Linked DNA regions of Muntiacus reevesi: region 1 is linked to region 2. The links are chromatin contacts, called in public Hi-C maps. All regions are on one chromosome and are shown on one strand. Each heading gives the region's core, a stretch centred on a gene start, on an enhancer-like site or on the middle of the called end of the contact. The rest is flanking DNA. Distances are from core to core; before and after follow the strand shown.

What was found. A called contact is a pair of places that touch in the nucleus more often than the background predicts.
Region 1: a contact with region 2 is called in a Hi-C map of muscle, with 8 times the contacts expected there. The contact joins the promoter of SKA1 here to the promoter of ACAA2 in region 2. A contact is called at or near these places in 2 of 3 Hi-C or Micro-C datasets (blood and muscle).

Annotation. Positions count from the first base shown.
Region 1 is chr4:47,611,441-47,617,405 of mMunRee1.1, forward strand. SKA1 (spindle and kinetochore associated complex subunit 1) reads left to right here and starts at 2,498. Exons shown (of 7, transcript XM_065932738.1): 1 at 2,498-2,566; 2 at 3,959-4,054. The coding sequence starts at 3,970.
Region 2 is chr4:47,108,185-47,114,346 of mMunRee1.1, forward strand. ACAA2 (acetyl-CoA acyltransferase 2) reads right to left here and starts at 4,634. Exons shown (of 10, transcript XM_065932685.1): 1 at 4,495-4,634. The coding sequence starts at 4,510. It also overlaps LOC136168115 and LOC136168101.

The sequences.
Region 1 (5,965 bases), core at 1,248-3,747, 500 kb after region 2:
AGGTCAGGGTCCCATTTTGCCATCTGTTGACTTGGGCAAGTTACTTAATTGTAAGCCTCTGTTTCCTCATCTGTAAAGTGCAGATCATAGTCTAACTATTTATACATTTATTACAAAGGTTAAATAGGATAATATATGTAAAGTGCCTGAATTAGAATAAGTACCCCATAAATGTTAACTGATATTATTGTTGTTATTATTTTTCCCTGAAGACTAGAGTTCGCAGTACTTTTGCTCATATTTCTTGCAATGAGCAGTCTAGCAATTTCTTACATCTTGCTCTTTCCATCTTTTTTTCCTCTTGGATATATGTGGTCATAACTCTGAAGAAGACAGGTTTTTGTTTTGTTTTATATCTCCCTGTCCCCATTGTTTCATAAATGTTGCTAGATTTTCCTTTGAGAAATTACCTCTGTCCTACTCTGAGACTTTGTACAGTAAAGCTGTCCTGGCTTCCAACTCCAGGCTGTCTAGTGAATCAGACCATTTCAAATAGACTGATTGACTCAGGAGTGAGTAGATGACTCAAGTCAGGCTGATGAGATTCAGTCCTGGGGTTTTTGCTAGATCTCTTAGGAAGGTGAGAACTGCTAACCCATTAGGGTATAAATCTGGAGATACCCGCGGTCATCGTAGGGAACAGGCCACCTGAGAATGGAACCGACACAGAGGAACATATAATTGAGAGATGGAGTGGTTTCCTAAAGGTATGAGTACCTGGGTTCAGCTGTAAGTACACACACACACACACACACATACACTTCACAATTTCATAAGCCAAATAAAATCTTTTTATTGCCTAAGTCAGTTTGGATTGAATTTCTGCCATTGCAGCTGGAGTCCTGCCAAATCCCAGAGAGAAATCAGAAGTAAGCAGTATGATCCAATCGCTCATTTTTGTATTTTTTCCCCACATTTCTCCCTTCTCTTGTATTTAGTGCCTTTAAGCTGTCTTCTTGTTCATTTTTTTCATTGGAAATAATCTGATAATATTTGTCCTTGATGCTGCAGGGTGAATTTCTGTTATTATGTTATAATATGTTATAATGTAATAACATATAATAGCATATAATAATAATTATATGTTATCTTTTGTAGAATTGACATTTTAAGCTGTACATTTAGCCCTACAATGAAAGGCTTTGATCCTGCTCTAGGAATTTAGCTCTAAATAAGGTATGTCCCGATCAAAAGAGATTTAAGAAATGTGTCAACCAAATAACAATTTGTAAATCTTGTTTAAATTCTATTAAAGAAAACAACAGTTTTAAAAAATAAACACTTCTTTAAAAGTTTCTATCTTTAGGAGATAAACATGGAAATGTTTTTTGGCAAAAAGATATGTTTGAGATATGTTTCAAAATATTCTGGAAGGCAAGGAGTGGGAGGAGATGAAGTATAGCTGAAACAATATTTGCTCTAAATTAATAGTGGTCAAAACCCAATGATGGGTTGAGCATGGGGTTCGTTGTATTCTCCTAATTGTATATGTTCAAAATTTTCCATAATAGAAGACTTTTAAAGAGTAATAAGTAGAAATGGCCAAGGCAGCAGTTCACTGCCCCCAGAATCTCTTTTCTCCTTCTCCCTTACAAAAAGAACCCCTCTGTTGTTGACGATGCAATGTAACTGTCCAGATTTTTTTTTTCTTAATTTTAATGATTTTTTTTCCCTAGTCTCCCTTGTAGATGTGAGTGACCAATGGAAAGCAGATAGAACTCATTAGGTGTGGTTTCTAGGAATACTCTTTAAAGGTGCTGCTTCAGCTAGTTGTTTCTCAAAGAACTGAGAAAGGTACTGACAGAGTTATTTTGCATCACAGGAAAACTTCACACCAGAATGCATGATGCCATGGGGACGGGTGGAAAAGATAGAACTTGGGTCCGTGATGACTGTGTCGCTGCCACACCAGCCCTGCGCAATTTTTTCTCTTTTTTTCAGAGAATTAAACTTTTTAAAAAAATTGCATTTGCCCTTACAGAGTTTGTTAACTCCACGAAAGCAGAGAGAATCTCTCAGTCTTATAGCTCACAAACTTGGCTGCTTTTTGGAAGTACCTGGTGTGCTTTTAAAAACGTTAAGGTTTGGACCCCACTTACAGTGTCTGAATTCATTGATTTAGGGTACAGCTTGGGAGCTGGAATTTTTAAAGCTACCCTGGTGATTCTAATGTGTGGCCAATTTGGTGATCCAGTGTTGAAGCTCGCGATTTGATCCGCCGAGCGCTGGGCCCCGGCTGGGGGGACGGTCAGGATTCGTGACCGAATGAGATCCCCCGTTTGTTACAACGCGGAGTAGGAAAGCTAAGTGTGTTGGTAGTCTTCGACGCCGGAGCCAATCCGGCCTCGCCTTTTCCCCAGATCGGCCCCGCCCCCGGCCTGGGCCCCGCCCCCGGCCCGGGCCCCGCCCCCGGCTCGGGCCCCGCCCCGGCCCCGGCCCCGCCCAGCTGTGGCCCCGGATAAAGCGGAAGAGCGTGAGCCCGCCGCGCAGCCTTCTGGGAGTACGGCTGTGCGCCTGCGCGGCGCCGAGTACCGGCGGGCAGTTTGAATTTCGCTCCCGGAGCCAGGTCTCGAGATCCTACGCTTCCGACCGAGATTGGGTGGGGGAGGGGGCGGTGTCTCGGCGCCTCGCGACCCCACAGAGTGGGCCCTTTGCTCCCGGACCCGCACGAGGTTAGAGTCTGGTGTTGAAGATTCCCCCCTTCGGAAGCGGGCATTGTTTAGGCGGGGCGGGGGGCCGGGGCGGTGCGGGCCGGGATGAGCAGCGGGCCTTAGCCGCGTAAGCTGGAGTGGAGGCTTTATATAGACCTTCTCACCTACCCTCGGGCTTCCCTGCTGGCTCAGAGGGTAAAGCGTCTGCCCTCAATGCAGGTAGACCCGGGTTAGATCCCTGGGTCGGGAAGATCCCCTGGAAAAGAACACGCCAGTATTCCTTCCTGGAGAATCCCATGGACGGAGGAGCCTGGTGGGCTATAATATATAGTCCATGGGGTCGCAGAGAGTCGGACACGACTGAGCGACTTCACTTTCTTTCACCTCCCTTGGAGTGAACGAACAGTACCTGATTTCTTTCCTTTCCCTCCTTCCGCCTCCTTGTGGGCTTTGCTGTGCTCAGTCGTGGCCGACTCTTTGCGACCCCATAGAGGAGCCAGGCTTCTCTGTCCATGGGATTTTCCCGGCAAGAATCCTGGAGGGGGTTGCCATTTCCTCGTCCTGGGATCGCCTCCTTACCGACCCCAGTAATAAAGCCCCCGTCCCCACAGCATAGGAGAAATGCTTCCCTGGACCCGCTTCTTTGAACGTCCTGTGTTTTTCCTTAAGATTCTCGGGTATTAAAGTTTTCAAAGCAAATACTGATGTTGTCTTTATGTATAAATAGAACATTTGTTCCCCTCAATCTCTGAGGAAATGACAGTCTTGTCTTCTGAACCTTGCTTTGGGATGCACTGACTAGAGAAAGCTCTAAGACAGGTCATTACTGGACACTGGTGGTGGTTGTTCCGTCACTAAGTCGTGTCTGACTCTTTGGGGCCCCATGGACAGCAGCATGCCAGGCTTCCCTGTCCTTACTATCCCCCGGAGTTTGCTCAAACTCATGTCCATTGAGTCAGTGATGCCATCCAACCATCTCATCCTCTGTCATCTCCTTCTCCTGCCTTCAATCTTTCCCAGCATCAGGGTCTTTTCCAGTGAGTCGGCTCTCCGCATCAGGTAGCCAAAGTATGGGAACTTCAGCATCAGTCCCTCCAATGAATATTTAGGATTGATTCCCTTTAGGATTGACTGGTTTGATCTCCTTGGTTAGAAACTGAATTTTGTAGAATTGAAAGATACTGCTCATAGTTTTTGTACTTTGTTTTCCAGGAGATGTGACTGACTGGATATTTACCATTGGATTTTGAAAGTGAACAGAAATTTGTTTTTTGTTTTGTAAATGTGTTTATATTTTTTTTCTTCAGAGGCTAAAAGGATGGCCTCAGATCTGGAACAGTTATGCTCTCATATTAATGAAAAGATTGGCAATATTAAAAAAACTCTGTCATTGAGAAATTGTGGTAAGTAAAACAGATTCCACTGACTTTGTACATTCAAAATACATTTTGATTATTGTTCCACTTTGATATCTTATGCCTGGATAAGTGAATGTATCTTAGAAAGGTAATTTTCAGGTTTGAATAGTGATTTTTAAGGCAATCTGCTATCCATATTTTGAATATTGCAGAGGATACTAAAATGTAAATTACATTGAACAATGAACTAGCTACTAATTACATATATTTATTTATTTGTATATGTTTTTCTGAGACACAAGGCTGAGTAGTAAGATTTGAAGGTTACGTTGAGTTCCTGATTCTAGAGCTAAGCAGAGATAATAAAAGATAAGGAAAAAGCCAGAAGTGGAAAACACCCACAGAGATAGAAGTAGCCCATAACTCATCTTGCAGACTGCTTTGATAAGGAAGCTTATCCATATTATCAATATATATCACTAGGAAACAACTAATTGAAAATGAAATCAATTTTTTAAGCATCCAGAAACTTGGAGGTTGTGACCATCTTCAAAATAGTTTGAAGTGCTGCAGTAGAAGTGCAGACAAATAGGGAATCCTGGAAAAATAGTGTTTACAGAAATGATTTGCTCTGCAGCCTTATCTAGGAGAACTTAAGATTTACTGATAGGCAGAATTCCATCTGCAGGGGAGATCCTGTTGAACTTTTATTGTAGTTTGTATTTTGAACGGATAATTTTTAAAAATTAAATTATACTGTTGGAATGTCCTTTCAAATTATACCTGTCTTTCTGAGACTTGGATAGTCTCCATCCCTTGTCGAGAACCACTAATAAAGAGACTCATCCAGTTTACAGTTGGTGGCTATGTATTCTGTAGAAAGTTAAAGCTGAAGCAACTGTGGGTTCTTCTGTAGCCTCCGGTCTCATATGAGGAAACCGAGGCTCAGAAGTCAGGCGACTTGCCCAGGTCCTCCCGCTTATCTATGGTCAGTTGGGACTACAGCTTTTGTGTCCTGATTCCCAGTATACTACTTCTGTATTTCTATGCCATTTTTATTGAATAATCTAAAAAGGACATTTAAATCTTTAATAAGTAGTCTTCTTTAGATTTTCTTTCTGAGAGCATGATTACTTTTGGATAAATATAACTTTAGAGATTATAAAACTATCAAACCTTGAATTCAAATGGCCCCACTGAAGCATGAGGCCTGGCAGAAGCAGTCTGGCCTCTTAGGTTACTGTACGCTGGGTAACTGTCATTTGTACGTGGGGAGAATAATTTGTCTTTTCGGTTCCGTAGCTGATTCAGGAAAGCCCAGTAATACGTTTACCACTTTGGCTGCTGTAATTTCCTACATCACTACTATCAAAAGTAGTGAATTTACTCAGTGAACTTATTTTACTGCAAATCAGCAAACAAGGCCCGAAAATTTAGGTGATTAGGTTATTTGAGATACCAGTATATCCAACTAACTGTTTCACCCCCTGAAATTAGTCTCAGCAGAGACATCAATACTCTCATTTATTTTTTATTTCTTTTAGCTGTCACATGCAGTCCCCAGTGCTTTATTAGAATGTCGATGCGTAACAGTTTGCCTTTACTGAGTGCTTTACTAGGTTGCAAGCAGAGTGCCCACCCTCTTATATGTACTTTCCTGCTTCTCAGTCATCCTCTGAGGGCAAGTGCTGGTGTCTCTGACTGCAGGCCTGGAACCTCTAGCCGTTTCACTCTGCATCTGTAATCTACAGATGTGGTCAAATTTCGTTTTCACTTATGCGTATTTCATGATTTGGTTGTTAGAAGAGAAGATGGAAAATATTTGGTTATGAGGATGGTTTTCCCTTTTGTGCTTTTGAGGTGCCCTGAAAAATTCTTTTTTTTTTTTTTCTTCTTTTATTTCCAGGGAGGAAGGTTCTCTGGTTTTCCCATCCTTGTATCTGTGAAGCTGGAGAG
Region 2 (6,162 bases), core at 3,384-5,883:
AAGTAGACAGACCTTACACCTTTCATACAAATTAGCTCAAACTGGATCATAGATTTAAATATAAAATGCAAAAACTATAAAAGTCCTAGAAGATACCAAAGGAGAAAACCTAGGGGACCTTAGATTTGGCTTGGTGATAACTTTTTAGATACAACACCAAAAGCACAATCCATGAAAGAAAAATTTGGACTTTATTTAAAATTGAAAACTTCTATTCTTCAAAAGACACAATTAAAAGCGCAAAAAGACAAGCCACAGACTGGGAGGGAATACCTGCAGAATACTTATCTGATAAAGGATTGTACCTAAAATATACAAAGAACTCTTCAAACTCAACGAGAAATTAATGACCCAGCTGAAAATGCATAAAAAATGTGCTCATCAAAGATACTATACAAATGGCAAATAACCATATGAAAAAATGCTTGACATCGTGTTATTAGGCAACTGAAAATTACAACAACTGTGAGATTCCATCTCCCAACTAAAATCCAAAACACTGGCAACACCAAACATTGGTGATGATGTGGAGCAAAAGAAATTCACCTGCTGATTCTAGGAATGCAAAATGGTACAGCCACTTTGGAAGAGAGTGTGGCAGTTTCTTCCAAGCCTAAAACAAAACATATGTTACTCACATGATCCAGTAATCACAGTCCTTCGTATTTACCCCAATGAGTTGAAAACATGTCCACACAAAAACCCGCACACAAATGTTTATAGCAGCTTTACTCATTAACTGCCAAAACTTAAAAGCAGACAAGATGTTCTTCAGTAGGTTAATGGATAACCTGTGGTACATTCATACAATGAAATATTATTCAGCACTAAAAAGAAGTGAGGTATCAAGTTATGAAAAGACATGAAAGAAACTTAAACACATACTGCTGGTGAAACAAGCTATTCTGAAAAAACAACACACTATATGATTCCAACTATATAACACCTGGAAATGGCAAAATTATGGAGACAGTAAAAAGACCAGCAGTTGTCAGGGGTTGGGGGTTGTGGGGAAGGAGAAATGAACAAGTAGAGCACTGGGAAATTTTAGGGCACAGAACTACTCTTTATGGTACTATAATGGTAGATATATGTTATTATACATCTATCAAAACCTACAGGACTGTACACACAACAAATGAAACTTCATGTAAACTATGAACTTTAGTTAAAAATAATGGATCAGTATTGGTTCATCAGCTGTTAACAAATATACCACATTAATGCAAGCTGTTAATAATAGGGGATAATGGAGTGTCATGAATTAAGTGTATGGGAATGCTCTGTACTTTCTGTTCAACTTTTCTATAAAACTAAAAGATAAATGTACAGATTCAAGCTCAGTTAACCCCAAATTGAATACATGCACGCACACACTCATCCTGGCACATCACTGTCAAACTTCTCAAAACTAAAGTTAAAATCTCAAAAACCAGAAAAAAGGACATTACATACATAGAAATGATTTGAATGAACACTGGCTTTTCAGAAACAATGAAGGCAAACTTCCTTTGCTTCTCCATAAATTTCCATTCATGAGTTTCTTTCTTGTACTTTATAATCTAAGAAAGCATTTTCGTGTGGAAAGTTCTAGTGGTGAAATATGAGAAACCTACAAAAGAGTGTATGTGTATGCGTGTGTGAAAACGAAAATAAAAGCAAGAATTTCCCCTTTCCTTACATCATGTCTGTTTCCTTGGTGCTCCCAGACTGTAAAGTTAGCAGGAATAAGGCTAACACTGAACTAATGCAATGATTTTGAATGGGGAAAATGCTATCAAGCATTTTAAAAAAATTATTAAAAAAAATAATCTGGCATGTGCAGGTATAAAGACTAGACAATCTAAATGATTTTTTACCCCTCTTTCATAAACTAGATACCATGGCAATAATTATTAATATCTGATCTGATATCAATTTTGTGTGGATGTTAAAAGGTCTAAAACCTAACAACCATTAACCAAACTAACGTCTTATGAATTTTAAAAGACTCTGGAAATTCAGGGGCTAAAGATTTCCACTGAAAGGCAGTGAAAAAACATTAATCCAGGGCATAATGAGTCACAAATGCCAAGAAAGGGCCTGGCAAGGTGGCAAATGTGACCTTAGAGGAAAAAATAACACTAGAAAATAAAGAGGAATTCTGCCTTCTTTTATATTACACTGTTAGGAAAATATTTACCCATTTAATCACAACAACTGCTGACAGCCATCAAAGTTAGCAAGGACAACTGCTGCTTTTGTATCCACTTCAGTTGCAGGATTACTTTGGCAGTCCACCAACATGCTCTGCAAGGTTGCACAAACACTCCCAGCAAAGCAAAGGAACAGTAAGAGAATTACTATTTGTTGAGGGCAACCTTCCAACCAAGTCCTTGGATGGGTGCTAATAAAAAACTGGGGTACTGGTTCTACTTGAAGATAGAAATCTGATTAATGACAATCTTTACCAAAGACAATTTTGCTCCCATTCAAATGTGTCCTTTTCCTTCCAAGAATCAGTCAAACTCTCCCTCTTACCCAACAGTCCTGCAAGCACTTAGTAATGCTGTCTCTTGAGCAACGAGTGCCTCTGTCATGTATTCTGGCGGCAGCAGTGCTTTGGTCACTAAGTTGTGTCCAATTCCTGGAATCCCATGGACCCCAGCCCACCAGACTCCTTGGTCCATGGATTTCCCAGGTAAGAATACTGGAGTGCGAAGCCATTTCCTTCTCCAGGGGATCTTCCTGACCCAGGGATCGAACCCACACCTCCTGCATTGCAGGTGGTTTTTTTTTTTTTTACTACCGAGCCAGCAGGGAAGCCCTCTAACTAACCAATAACAACCAAAACACTAACTCCCATTATAGATAAGCCAGTCCACCTTTCTGGACAGCAACTATAAAACAGGGAAATAGATAAAAGTATGATCACTAACTTTAACACCATAGTGAATGGTGTCCCAAAGTCATAAACTTCATACTTCCTCCGTGCAGATGTTGATGCACATTCTTTCCTTACATAGTTTTAATCAAATTTTCAAAGGGGTCTCTATTTAAAAAAAAGTGGTAAGGAACACTAATAAAACAGTAAACAGAGAAATCAATAAAACTATGCTTTCCTTTTAAGGACGATAACTCATGACAATGTAGCTGTTAAATAATTTGCGTCTCCTGAATACACCATCTAAAAAAAAAAATAAGTATGCTACTGTATGAAATTCAGAGTTGGAAAGAGCACTGACAAATTAAATCCTTTTGTCTCAGAATATCTATTTTCCACTGGAATTGTTCGCATGTCATTTTGGCTTGTCTGAGCTCCAGATCCCCCTAACCAACTGTCTACCTGGTATCTGCACTTGAGCACCTCAATATCTCTTCCAGGTTTATCCCTTCCCCCGTTTTCCTCACTCCCTAAGGAGTATCATGAACTCAGCTCTTCAAACCAGAAACCTGAAGTCATTCTTGGCATTTCCTTCTCATAGACCTGCCACTCCAACCAATCACCAAGTTGTGTCAAATCCACCTCCAAATCTATTTCAAACCACCCTTCCCCTTTTCCCCAATCCCACTGCCCCCCACTCGAATCAAAACCATCATTTGATGTTGCCTAGATCTCTGCCATAAGACTCTTAAGTGATCTTAAACTCTCTTCCTTGCTACACAGGCAGATTCACAGTCCTGAGGAAATGGGGACAGACTGGAAATGAGATCGCATTACTCTTCTAGGTAGGAGGCTGCTTTCTTTAGAATCCAGAATCAAACCGATCACCTTTACAGAGCCCTCGGGGCCCTGGACAACCAGAACCTTGCTTCTTAGATCCTGCCAAGTGTTTTCTTTCCCAAGGCCTTGATATGAGTCTCATCTGAAAGTTCTTCAAAGGACACATAAAGACAAGCTGTCATAGTCTTAAAAATTCCACTGACTGTGACCATTTGCTATGAAAAGGGAATTTACGTACTTTAAAAAAAAAAAAAAAGTAACCGCAGAATTTATGTACTCGGTGACGGTACTTTTCTGGAATCAGAAAGAAGACAGGGAAAGGGCTTAAGGCAGGTTCTCCAACAGAACGCCATAAAGCATTTGCTGGGGTGGGGGTGGAGGCAGGTCATTCGTGCAGAGGTTCCCCAACGACGACAAGAGAATCTTCATTCCTTCCAAGCCTTGCCCACCCTGTGACCAGGTCCGAGGACGCCGGCTCGTCTGAAAGGCACCCCTCCGCCCCAGGTCGCCTCGCGCTTAGGGGGCCCCGCCCCGGTCTTGCCAACAGCTGACCTCGAACTAGGAGGGTCACTACCGCGCGGAGAAAAACGACCTTCGAGGTCAGGAGCAAGCAAAACCGTGATGGACAATGCCTGTCGCCTCGCACGTATGGTTTCTCCTAAACTGAAACAATGCTTCCGCATTGGCTTTTTTTTTTTTAGTTAAGTCCCCTTGCCAAGGAGACCCCGACTCCCAGCCGAGACCCGACGTTCCTCCCCAAGGGGCGCGAGAGGCGGGGCCGCGGCGCTCACCTCGGAGCAGGGCCATGGCGGCGGGCGGGCGGCTGCGCTCGGGTCCCCGACGGCGACGCCGCGGTCCCGCCCGCCACGCCCGACTTTAAGCGCTCGGGGCGGTGCCAGCGAGGCCACGCCCCTGCCCTTTCCCCTACTTGGAGGGCCTGTCCGAGCGCTCCCCTCTGGGCCCCGCGTCGCCCTTGTTGGCGCCATACTGGGTGGGAAGCAATAGTGCCAGAAACCTCGCGGGGAGACAGGCCTCCCCACAGGAAAACGTTCCTCGAGGGCGGATTCTCCCCATCTCGCTGTTTTTTTAGAGAGTCCCTCTCTGTTTCGCAATCGAATGTTTTGACTCTCCCCTGCCCAACCTAGCCTTTGGAGTCAAGGTAATTAGCGGTTCCCCTCCTCGTCACTCCCGGATTCTCTTCAACGTAAGACCCGGCGGCCAAAGGTGTGAATGGGCAGCCAAAAGGGCGGAAAGGGTTTCAGGAAGGTCTAGAGGCGGCCGAGCCCGGCCGGAAGTCGGGTGGGCGCGGAAAACGGCGTGGGAGGGGATTGGCTGAGCCGCTCTGGCAGGCGGGGTGGGCGGCTGCGCAGAACAGCCCAGGGGGACGGCCCGGGCGGCTGCACTCGCCCGGGAAGTCCGGGCGCGCGAAGAGGGGCCGGGAGGTTTGCAGGTGTGGGTGTAGCGAGTGGCGTAGGGGACAGGGCGCCTCCGGGTTCACGATGCAGCCCCCGGATGAGGCCGCAATATTTTCCTTATATGATCGGGCCCCGTGGCTGGCGGCGCCGCCGGCCCGGAGCCTGAGAGGATTATGAAAACGTGTTAGGCGAAATGGGGCCAGGGACCCGGGGGCTGGGAGGTTAGGGGAGGCAGTTAGGCTAAGGTTTGGGTGTGGTTAGGGGGGCCCCTGCCGCTCTGCGAGCCCTGGTCGATGATGACGGGACCACTGCGCAATCTGAGTTCTGGGAACTAGGTGATGGAGCGTGTTCTGAGAACGGACTGAGACCGGGCGAGCAGGGGGTGACGCGGGCGGCAGACCCCAGCGCCGGGGCTCGGGGGCGGGCCACGCTGCCTCGGGGTTAGTTCGGTGGTTGGGAAGGGGTGGGTGGGAGGCTCTGAGGTGTTCTGTGAGCTGTCTGGGAACGCCCGCCCCAAATCCAGGTTTTCAAACGCGTTCGTGGTCCTCTCATTTTGTTTTGTTTTGTTTTGTTTTTACCCAACGTTTTTATTATGAAAACAGAAACTTACAGGAACGTGCAGAGACTTCTACGTGAACTACCCATATATTCATCACCAGTATTCTACAATTGATAACACTTTGCCATATTTGCTGTATCACTCTTTCCACCTTTATATATATATATATATATATATACACTTTTTTTTTTTCTTTGTCAGCCTTAGTACACTTCAGGAATACTTTGGCTCACGTTAAAGGTGAGTATATGCTTACAGTCCTTTTATGGCAGAATTACCATATGGTCACACGTATGAATCTTCAAGTTGGATGAGTTTCACAAGTGCTTATACGGTTGTAACCCAAATTATTCTCAGCTTTCAAAATGTAATTAGAACATGTCCAGCATTACAGAAAATCCCTTCATTTCTCTCTTGTGCTCCGTTTGTTCCCCTTTCTTCACCATCTATTGTTCTTTGACCCTCTGGTTTATTATTTTTTTCCT